Regions from separate parts of the Drosophila melanogaster genome. Here region 2 is linked to region 1. Evidence: chromatin contacts called from public HiChIP or PLAC-seq data. All regions are on one chromosome and are shown on one strand. Each heading gives the region's core, a stretch centred on a gene start, on an enhancer-like site or on the middle of the called end of the contact. The rest is flanking DNA. Distances are from core to core; before and after follow the strand shown. Region 1 holds the start of CG42354. Region 2 has its middle 9.1 kb from the start of snRNA:U5:14B.

Region 1 (4,848 bases), core at 1,523-4,022:
GAGATGTTAACCCGCAACCAAACGCAATTAGAAGGACACTTGGATAATTCAGGTAGCTTCTTTGTGTCCACATATGGGTAGCCAAATGCGAAATGCAAAATGCAAAATGCAAAATGCGAACTGCATGCATGAGGCTCGGGACAACACAACATCAATTTCCTGTTAATGTCCATATTATGAATCGGGGGTACAAAGCAACAGCAGCAGCAGCAGCAGCATCATCATCACAGCAAAGCAAATTTAATTGAGCCCAATGCAAATTATGGTGAAGAGAATTTTCCCACAGATCGCCAAAGGTTTTAACGATACTTTTTCACTGCCTCTTTTTGACGTAATGAGCCTTAAAGTCAAACGTAGACCTGACAGCTCCAATGGCTTAAACGTAGCACAGAAGCTGCAACTAACCACAAATCACAGTAACTCCATTGCATGGGCTCGGTTTTGGTTTTGGTTTGGTCTTGGGTTTGGGTTTGGGTTTGGGTTTTGGTTTCGGTTTTGGCTTTGGCCATGGCTCTCAGTTTTGAGATTCGGGACCAGCAAGATTGCGTTTTGGCTCAGACTTTAGCTGGGAACTGAAACTCCTAACTGGGAGAATATGGGAAGTCGACGCAACGCATAATCATTATCACTTAAATTGGGGGCCCACCTAAATTGGTCGGCCGGCCATACGATGCGATGCCATGCGATGCGATGCGATGCGATGCGATGCGATGCGATCCGATACCAATATGTAAGCATATCCATGGAGCATCCATGGTGAGGCCAACCCCAAGACCAATTATGTGGGTAAAGCCAAAGTCAAAGTCGCTGCTAATACCAAAGCTAAAGCCAAAGACGAAAAACGAAAATTTCCGTCTTGTGAAATAAAAAAGTATATGCATATGCATATGAGGCTGATGCGAAATCCCGGCACCTAAAACACCACAAACCAGACAACAGTCCATCCAGTGCAGTGCAGTTCAGTTCAGTTCAGTTCAGTCCATTCCATTCGCCATCGAAATCGCCCAATTCGAGTACCGTAACCGAACCCCCGAATTAAGCGCACCATGGAATTGTTAAACTCTATGCGACCATCGATTGATTGGCCGACTAAATCCTGAAACCATCATTACGCGCAGATTGCCAGTTAAGCGAACGGAGGCCATGCCCTTGGCATTGTCCACGGATCTGCAAAAGGGGGCATGCCCGCAAAATCGCCTTTTGAAACAGTTCTCACACTAATCCAAAGGAGAGAGGATGGCTCGAGGAGAAGCTCTGTTTTGCTCTGTAAATGGCATGGTACATAATTGCTTAATATCGGTGTCATAAATAGAAAAGCATATTAAGTATAAAGTACAAAAACAACCAAAGTATAGTTGAAAGTTAGTGAATTGGAATTGTAATGGAATTGATACATAGTGATTTAAGATTAAAATTAAATGATTTTTTAAGAACTCAAAACTTAATTCATAAGCCAACTAACAACTAACCAAACAATTGCGATTAGTTATGCCGATTTCAAGTAAATTTTGCTGGTTTCATTTTTTACTTGTAAGGCAAATTGTGAAATAGTGTAGTTAGTTTACTTATTTGTCTGCATAAACTACAGATAAACATAATCAATTTTATTTCGTTTTTCAGTTTGATTAGCCCTAGCTTTATCTAGCGATCACTATTTATTTTATTGTTATTACTGAAAAATAGCACAACGCTAGTCAACCCTAAAAATATAGTAACTACACAAAAAATTTATTTTGTGTAACATACTTTTTTACGTCTGTTTTGAATAAACACCAACAGATGGCGGTAGTTTAGTCTCCAAAAATAGCTACTACGCGCGCTTTTGCAGAACTTGCACTATCCGCTGGATGGCGCTTCACATATTTCTATAATTTCTTACGAGCGTTGCCATATCCACTGATTTTGCTTAAACAATAAGTTTTAGCCGTAACAAACCTACATTGCGGAAATACAATATTTGTAGAAAGTCTCATGTAGCCTTAAAAGAAGTGGTTCCAAATGGGTTCGAAACGCTTAATTGAATATGTAACATTTTACAAAAAAATGTTATCTAAATTTATTTTAAGGCACATGGCAAAAAAAACCGATATTAAGGCTAACGATTTTAAGGTGTGATATTTTTTAAATTGACGTGTTTTCAGTATATTTTGTTAAATTACCATTATTTCCATTCAGCACATACTAAACATTCTTTTAAATTTATTTTTTTAAGAGCCAAATAATTTCATTTCTTACTTTTAATAAATTTCATAATTTGAATTCTCAGCATTCTTATTCCATGCTGCTGGCAACATCATAGGTCGAACTTGTGGCAACGCCTTAAAATATCCTTACTTGAAAAAATAGAACCAAAATAAGCAACACGTTAAGAAATCTCCTGTATAATTTTGTATACCCATTATTTGAAAGTTGGCAAGTATATTTTTGGTTCGTCGACAAGGACCATTGCAGTGGCTTGTTAAGAACAAATTGTTATTTATACATCCTACGTTATAAACATTTAATTTAAAAACATTTCTTTAGCCATAAGAATATACGAAATTAAAACAATCTTCTGATTCAATTAATATGATAAGATATATGCCAATTTCACCCGTTTCTTTCGGTGTAGGCCAGGTCAGCCGGAAATCTTAACTTAAGCCAGAACGAAATCTCGCCAGTCCGGTAGCGCTGCAGATACAATGAATACAAATACAACGCTTTAAGAGAAGCCTATGTTATTAAAAGTGGATCGTATTGTGGATTCCATTTGCCGCAAAAAAAATCGTTGCTGTCGCAGTCAACTTTGAAATCTTGTGGTGAGCGGACGTGTTATTTTTTTGTTTGGTTTTCCCGTTCCCGAACGCCGGAGTACTTTTTGTTGTTAAGTGCGCGTCGTCGTACCGCCGCTATTCTATTGTTCACGTTTGTTTAGGTAATTGTCGTTAAATAAAGTCAAATACAATCACACCGTATATACGGATAGTATCTGTATATTGGCCCTGTATGTCTAACCGCCTTTGCATCTGTGTGTTATATTTACTTTACCATCAAGTACGACAAAATATTCGACTGTTTTTCATTTATTTTTTTTTCGGGCTTTTTGGCTTTGTAACACACATTGTACCACCGATGTACGGCGAAATTAATAATACTCAAAACAGAGAAACATAAAAACAGTGGTGGTTCGTTGGTTCGGTGGGGGAGGGGTTTTTGGGGATCTCAACCACCGCCGATTGTTTATAGTGGTTGTGTGTGTGAACGAACGTTAGTGCGAGTGTGTGTATCTGTATGATTTTGTATCTTTTTGTTGTTGTTGTTGTTGTTGTTTTTGTTTTTGTTGTATTCGTGAGTGAGTGCGGGTTAAAGCAAGAGTTTGTGAAAAAAAAAAAACGAAATAACGTTGGGGGTTTTCTTCAAGACCAACTGGGATCTGGGATATTCTTATTGGCATCCGTCAGTTACTGCGCGGTGAATGAACTCCAATCCGAACTCACACTTTGGCCGTCTAGCTGCCAAACCAACGGAAAAAACGAGGCGCACTAAGCATTAAACGTAAAAAAGAAATATATGTAAAAAATAACAAAAAAAAATGAAGGAAATAACCAAAGCAAGCACAAACTCAAACTCAACTAAAACCACAAAATGGTGGCTGAGACACACAATTATGGCTTATTTTCGAAATATTAACCCAACTGTGCGCAACGGCAATAGCAACAGCAAATAACCATAACAATGACGAAAGCAAAAAGGCAGAAAAAGCAAGAAAACCTAGGTCCAATCAGAAAAAAAAAAGCAAAAGCAAATGAGAGCAGCGGCTGCAGTTTAATGTCTTTCACAGTTGCCTTCAATACGGGCTCTTCCCAAATCGGAACGGACACTGATTCATTTTGGGAACACAAAATCCAAAATCTATTTGGAACGAGACTCCATGCGGAATTAGGGATGCAATTCCCAATTCCGTGGTGGTAAGGGTAAATTTATGCCATAAATCGATCCATGCTATGGACCGTAAAGGTACACTAAAAAAACACACAACAGCACACACACACACACACATTCGAATTTATAAGATTTGAGGAGGGTTGGGCTCTTTGGGATACAATATTTCAAAATAGTCATATTTTTCAGTAAAATGTTTGCTTGTTTTCACATGTTTTTTTTTTATTAAATACAACCATTTATTAACATTTTTCATAACCTACGCAGTGTACGATTTCGTTAACTTTTCGTGTGATTTGTTCAAGGGGTTATTTCGCTCTCAAGACATATGTACATACATACATTCATACATATCTACATATGTATTAAGTGGGTGCAGTTTTTCATACAAAATAATCTTGTTAGCGCCAGCGCATCCAAATTTCGCAAGTTCGAAACCCAATGCAGATGTGTTAAATATTTTGGCTTTGACGTGGTTTCTTTAAATGGCTTCTTGACTCTAGATACTGAATAGTCCTGCTTTCGGGGGGGAAAAAAAAGCCAACTGAATAAAATAATTATGAAGCACCATTTATGGTAAACCTAGAAACTTATACAACAATTTAAACACAATAATAACATATCAATTTCGCGGTCATTCCATTGCTAAATTCTATGCAAAAACTTACACTAACGTTTGTATGTACGTGTGTATTTGGCATAAATTAACAACGTGGAAAATTGTAATTTTTTTTTTCGAACAGTCTGACTGGGAAGGTCTCTGATTGGAGTCTCTCCATCCCCCTCTACCGTTCTGATTAGAATTCAAATTATTATAAGCGAGTACTGTGGCGAGTACACTTGCGCGTGTATTGGTGTGTTTGCTTAGATAATGGGTGCTATCTTATCAGAGGGCTTAATCTTTTGCAAGCTGAAGGCGAAAAAAAA
Region 2 (4,848 bases), core at 1,254-3,753, 140 kb before region 1:
AAAAAATCCAGAATTCCCAAATTCGAATGCAAATCGATTGGAAATTCAAATACAAGCTCAACGAGGTATGCCATTCAATATCTGGACCATTATTTGTATTGTTTTGGCTAAAATACTGATAATTTTTGAGCACTAGTTTAAAACTCGTCATATAATATTTACAACACAGCCAATGGTGGTAATATGCACATGGGCAGAAGTGAAAGGTGAACCAACTATAGATTGTTATAGTTATAATTTACCCACTCAACCATTAAGGATTTATGTCCTCTTAAAACTACCATTTCCGTGGTACCTACCTACTCATGAATATACCCACACGACTCGTTTTATTCGTACAATGAGTGTTTTATAAAGCTAATCACGGCAAACACTGGTTCAAAAGTGTAGAGGAGCATTCAACCACAAACACGGTCGCCGAAGCCATTTAACGAAATGTTTTCAATTAAGCCGAAATACCTCAAGGTAAGGTTGAAATCACTTAAAGAAATTATAATCACTTTGTACACATACGCTTAGCTCCTCGGGGCTGCTCACTTTCATCGCTTTCCTCGTCTTTCAGTTCGAATTTTCCGACGCTTTTCCCGCCCGCTTATCACCCCTCCACACATCCCCTTCATTATCCTTCGTTTTCGTTTTCGTTAGTGGAGAGTTGAGAACTCAGCAGTTGAGTTGAGTTCAAGCTCAGTTCAGTTCAGTTCAGTTGTTTTTGTAGTGGATTAACCCGAGCAAAATAAATAATTTCACCTGCAGATGCTGGCGAGTGCCTTATCGAGTGCCTTGCGACTCCACTTGTACAGCTTACCCCCGAAAAACCCGACATATGTCTGGTATTTTTGTGGCGTGGAGGCCGGTTGCGGTGAGGTTATTGTGTCTTGGGGTTCATAAGCCCTCGCCGTAAGGAAAAGGTAATTTAGTAAATAATAGGGTCAAAGACAAATATTGTTGTGGGCTTTTGGCCAATGAGGGAACGCTTTCGGCGTCTTTTGTGCGTGAAAAGCGTGTGTAAGTTGCTTTTAGAGGCAATTGAGGACGATTAACGGTTAGAAAGCAACAAGGCCAATACAATAGCCCCCCCCCCCCCCCTCTTTTAGCCACCAGTCGTGTAGAGCGCAAATAACTAACAGACAGATATTGGCCAGCTTTTCACATTTTTAGCGAAAGCTTATCTAGGAATTTAGAAACGTACATTGGGTCAAAGTTCGTATTTGAACACACCTATACAAGGTGTCTTAAAGAATGCAGTAATATAGTTTGAGCACTGAAGTGAAATAGAAAGAAGGTAATTTCCCATTCAAATCTGATCAAATTAAATATTAAACTATCTTACTATAACTTTAAGCTTTCATAGTTCCCGAAATCATACGGACCTGTTATACCTGTTACATACTTTTCAACAAATCTGGCTTACACCTTTGATTCTGCGACTGAATAATGGGTAGAAGCATAAAGAATTCCGCTAACTCTTGAGCTTTAATGGATTTCCGGATTAAAAAAGCATTACAGCATTACTTTACTTTTCAGTTCGATTTTTTAATAGCTTACAGATTTAAACAAGACACAAATTTTTCATTAGAAGAAAGTTACCCATTTCGGCTGCCGCACAAATTATTTAAAGCAACAGGCAATGGAGCAACTTTTGTGGCCGGAGTAACCCATTGCGAAAGAAAAATGTTATGCCAGGCACTTTTTCACATGAGCGACATCAAAGCGATCTAAGTAAAATGTATGCATATTTGCGACAGCGGGAATATCGAAATAAAAACTGTTCCGTGCGCAATCAATTGAAATTAATTTGCATAAAGGAATGTCCGTGCACGCCACTCCAGCCACTCCACTGACCCCTGACCCCAGACCGCTGACCTCTGACCCCTGTGATTTTCGATAAAACTGGTCTTTGGCACTGGTTTTGAGGAATTTCTGATTGCTTATCGCTTTTGGATTTAGCAACTGATTCGACTGCACCAGTTTGTTTAATTAGATTTTCATTTGCGCATTATGAAATGTGAGTGGGTGTGAGTGAGTGTGGTCGTTGGAGTTGGGTGCTCAGTGACAAAAGTTTTCACTCGCAAATTGTATGATAAACAATTTCCACACGGCATCCTGATCCGGATGGGACTCACTGCCATGCGTTACGGAAATGTGTGCACTGCCCAGGGGCATTCGAGCTGGGACTCGGGAGCTGGGGCAGCGGAAAACTCTGTTGGCACAGCTGAATTTAGGGTTTCAAAATTAATTAAGCGGAAGTAACCTAGAACGTTTGATTGTTTTAGACAGATCCTGTGTGTGATGGTTTTTTTTTTGTGTTATTTTCTGTTTTCGCATTTGTTTGGGCACATGGAAATGGTCATCTTAAACAGAAAAATATGATTAGCTTTAATTTGTTTCACCAGTTGCTGGCGGAAATTAAATTTTTGCAGATGATCTCATATGACAATTGATGGTCGATCCAAGTTCGATTTTCAAAACATAGGTGGCGATCTGCTCATGACCAACCATAGTTGTGGTTCGCTTATCTGTCCATAGATGGCGCCACGAGATGGTATGTTGTTCATAATTTGAATTGCCGACTTTCAGGCCGTGACAATAACCAAAAATGGTAAATTTATAAACTTTCTATTATATATTAGAATGAGTTACTTAGTTTATATATTTGTTTATATCTTATTTATATCTTTTGCTCATGGTAAGGTATTAATTATTAATCTCGAATCAGAAATGTTTGTAGATACGTTAATGATCCTTTTTCCATTTTTAAAGCGATGACCCGGATATATGAAACTTCTAGATTTGTTCAATATATCTGTCTTGAAACTACTGTTTTTGTCTAAATTGTATATGAAAATGTTCTGGGCTGCATAATTTACAATGACTATTTTAGCGCCAATAGTAATACGAAATTCGAAATGTTTTTTATGGACAAAAAAGCATCTAAAGGTACTAAGATTTGTGTTTTTCTTGAGTTTTAATTAAATGAGAATACGTAACCCAATTGAAATACAAATGCTTGGTGATTTTGGTGAACACATAGTTATTTCCGGCAAATTTGCTGGCAAATGAATAATCTAACTAGAGAAAAGAATGGCCCATATGTAGGTTCTTTGAACTCGACGGGTCTATGTAAACATTCTCAACGATTATTGGAAAGAGGCTGGCTGAATCAAAATCTGTGTACTATACACACCCCAATGAAATTACTCAAATGTAAATGGCTCTTAAAAATCATTGTATGCATACGATGGACGTGGATGTGGATGTGGATGTGGATGTAGATTCGAATTTGAATGCCATGCCAGTGCGAGTGCGTCGACAGTGATTTCGTTAATGAAATTTTTCGTTGACTCGCCAGTGCAAAGGGATGAGGACACTGGCCACACCCATCAATTTAATTGCGTATTATTCGCTCCGTACGTTGAATACCCTCCTCCTCCATTCAAAATTAGTGGTTCAGGGCGAAGGGTTCGAACGAATCTAATTATTTTAAAATGCATGTTTGTATGGCGCCAATGGCCGGGAAATGGGATAAGAACTCTTTTCTCTATAGCCTGCTGGCCTTTTTTTGTTTCTGTAATTCGGTATAAAAACATAAGTAGTACTTGTATTAGGCACTATATGTATATGGATAAATGTTGAAATCATCATCATGTATTACATTTTAGCCCGGAGTGTTGAAATAATTTGTATAATCATATAAGGTTGGTCGGAAATTATGCAAAGCTATCAAGTTTCATTCTAGTGATGGTTAAGTACATGTCAAACATTTCTGAAAATATATTCTCTTTGCTAAAACTGGACATCAAATATAAAACGATCCTTATAAGTAATTAGCGGAAATAGGTAAGCGATAAGATACAAATACATTAAAAGGTTCCTTATGGAAAGCTTATATAAGCTTTAATTTCAGTTACAAGATTCCGAAATCGGATCATCACGAAAAGCCTGATCGTGAAAAGAGCTTGGTCATATCCTCGTTGATTAGTGGGCAAAACTGAATTTGGGCAATGGATTTTGTAATTAATCTCATGCTGCGACACTTCCCACTTTTTCAAAAAAAAAATAAATTTTTTTTTTTTTCGCTTGCAACTGGATCGGCTAAGACGGTTTTGATCGAAAGTGCTGGCTCACGTGGAATAGATTAGTTAGGTTTGAGAGCCCAAAAACGAATTTCATTATGTTGATTGACGATGAATAATTTGGAAATGTAATTATGATTTATACGGTTTCCCTTTGAGCTCGATCGCCGAAAAAAAATGAGGCATACCATGTACATACATACATATGCATGTATGTATAGGTGGATATAACTTAAATTTTACGGTAATGTTGCAATGAATGCCGCCGTGTTGAGCGGACAGATTGGATGGATAGTTCGGAATAGATGGATGGATGGGTATATTGACTGTCATTGATTAATGCTCCTTGGCGCCGAAAACTTGGAAAAAAGTGCAACTAGACACGCGTACTATATATACACTGTACTTGGAAAATAATGTGCAGCAGGAAACAAAGCAAAGCCGCCGAGCTGCAACGCCCTTTGCGATGGTTAAAAACAGGATGGGAGTAAATATAATTAACTGCTTATCGACGGGGTGCGAACAAACCGACGATTCATCTTGGGAGTACCAGAGGTCACCTCGGCACTTTGTCTTTAGAATTCCGTATGCGAGGATAGGTAAGTAAGTAAGTATTTGATTTTTTTTTTTTCGATTTTCCACATTTCTCTTCACTGATATTGTTGGACACGGCTGGAGCTCGACTTCTCTCGAACAGGTACTTGATGAGCAATGTATGTATGATTGATTGATTGATGATCACCACCATATGCCGCTTGGATCAACCAAGGACGAG

The links. HiChIP or PLAC-seq counts read pairs in DNA pulled down with a chosen protein or histone mark.
Region 2: a CP190 HiChIP or PLAC-seq map of the Kc167 cell line shows a contact between it and region 1, with 10 times the contacts expected there. The contact joins the enhancer-like site here to the promoter of CG42354 in region 1. A contact is called at or near these places in 1 of 1 datasets of contacts at CTCF or cohesin (the Kc167 cell line), 32 of 107 Hi-C or Micro-C datasets (the Kc167 cell line, the OSC cell line, the S2 cell line and 10 more) and 3 of 6 datasets of contacts at active chromatin or transcription factors (all in the Kc167 cell line).

The regions. Positions count from the first base shown.
Region 1 is chrX:16,102,870-16,107,717 of dm6, reverse strand. CG42354 reads left to right here and starts at 2,772. Exons shown (of 6, transcript NM_001144730.3): 1 at 2,772-2,914; 2 at 4,665-4,848. CG42353 reads left to right here and starts at 2,772. Exons shown (of 5, transcript NM_167485.4): 1 at 2,772-2,914.
Region 2 is chrX:16,242,581-16,247,428 of dm6, reverse strand. No RefSeq gene overlaps it. Among named protein-coding and RNA genes, the nearest start is that of snRNA:U5:14B, 9.1 kb to the left of the region's middle. Within about 2 kb of position 2,503, at least 21 of the 39 cell types and tissues checked have an H3K27ac peak or open chromatin away from gene starts, as enhancers often do. A contact at or near this core is called in the Kc167 cell line, the OSC cell line, the S2 cell line and 6 more, where this site is marked.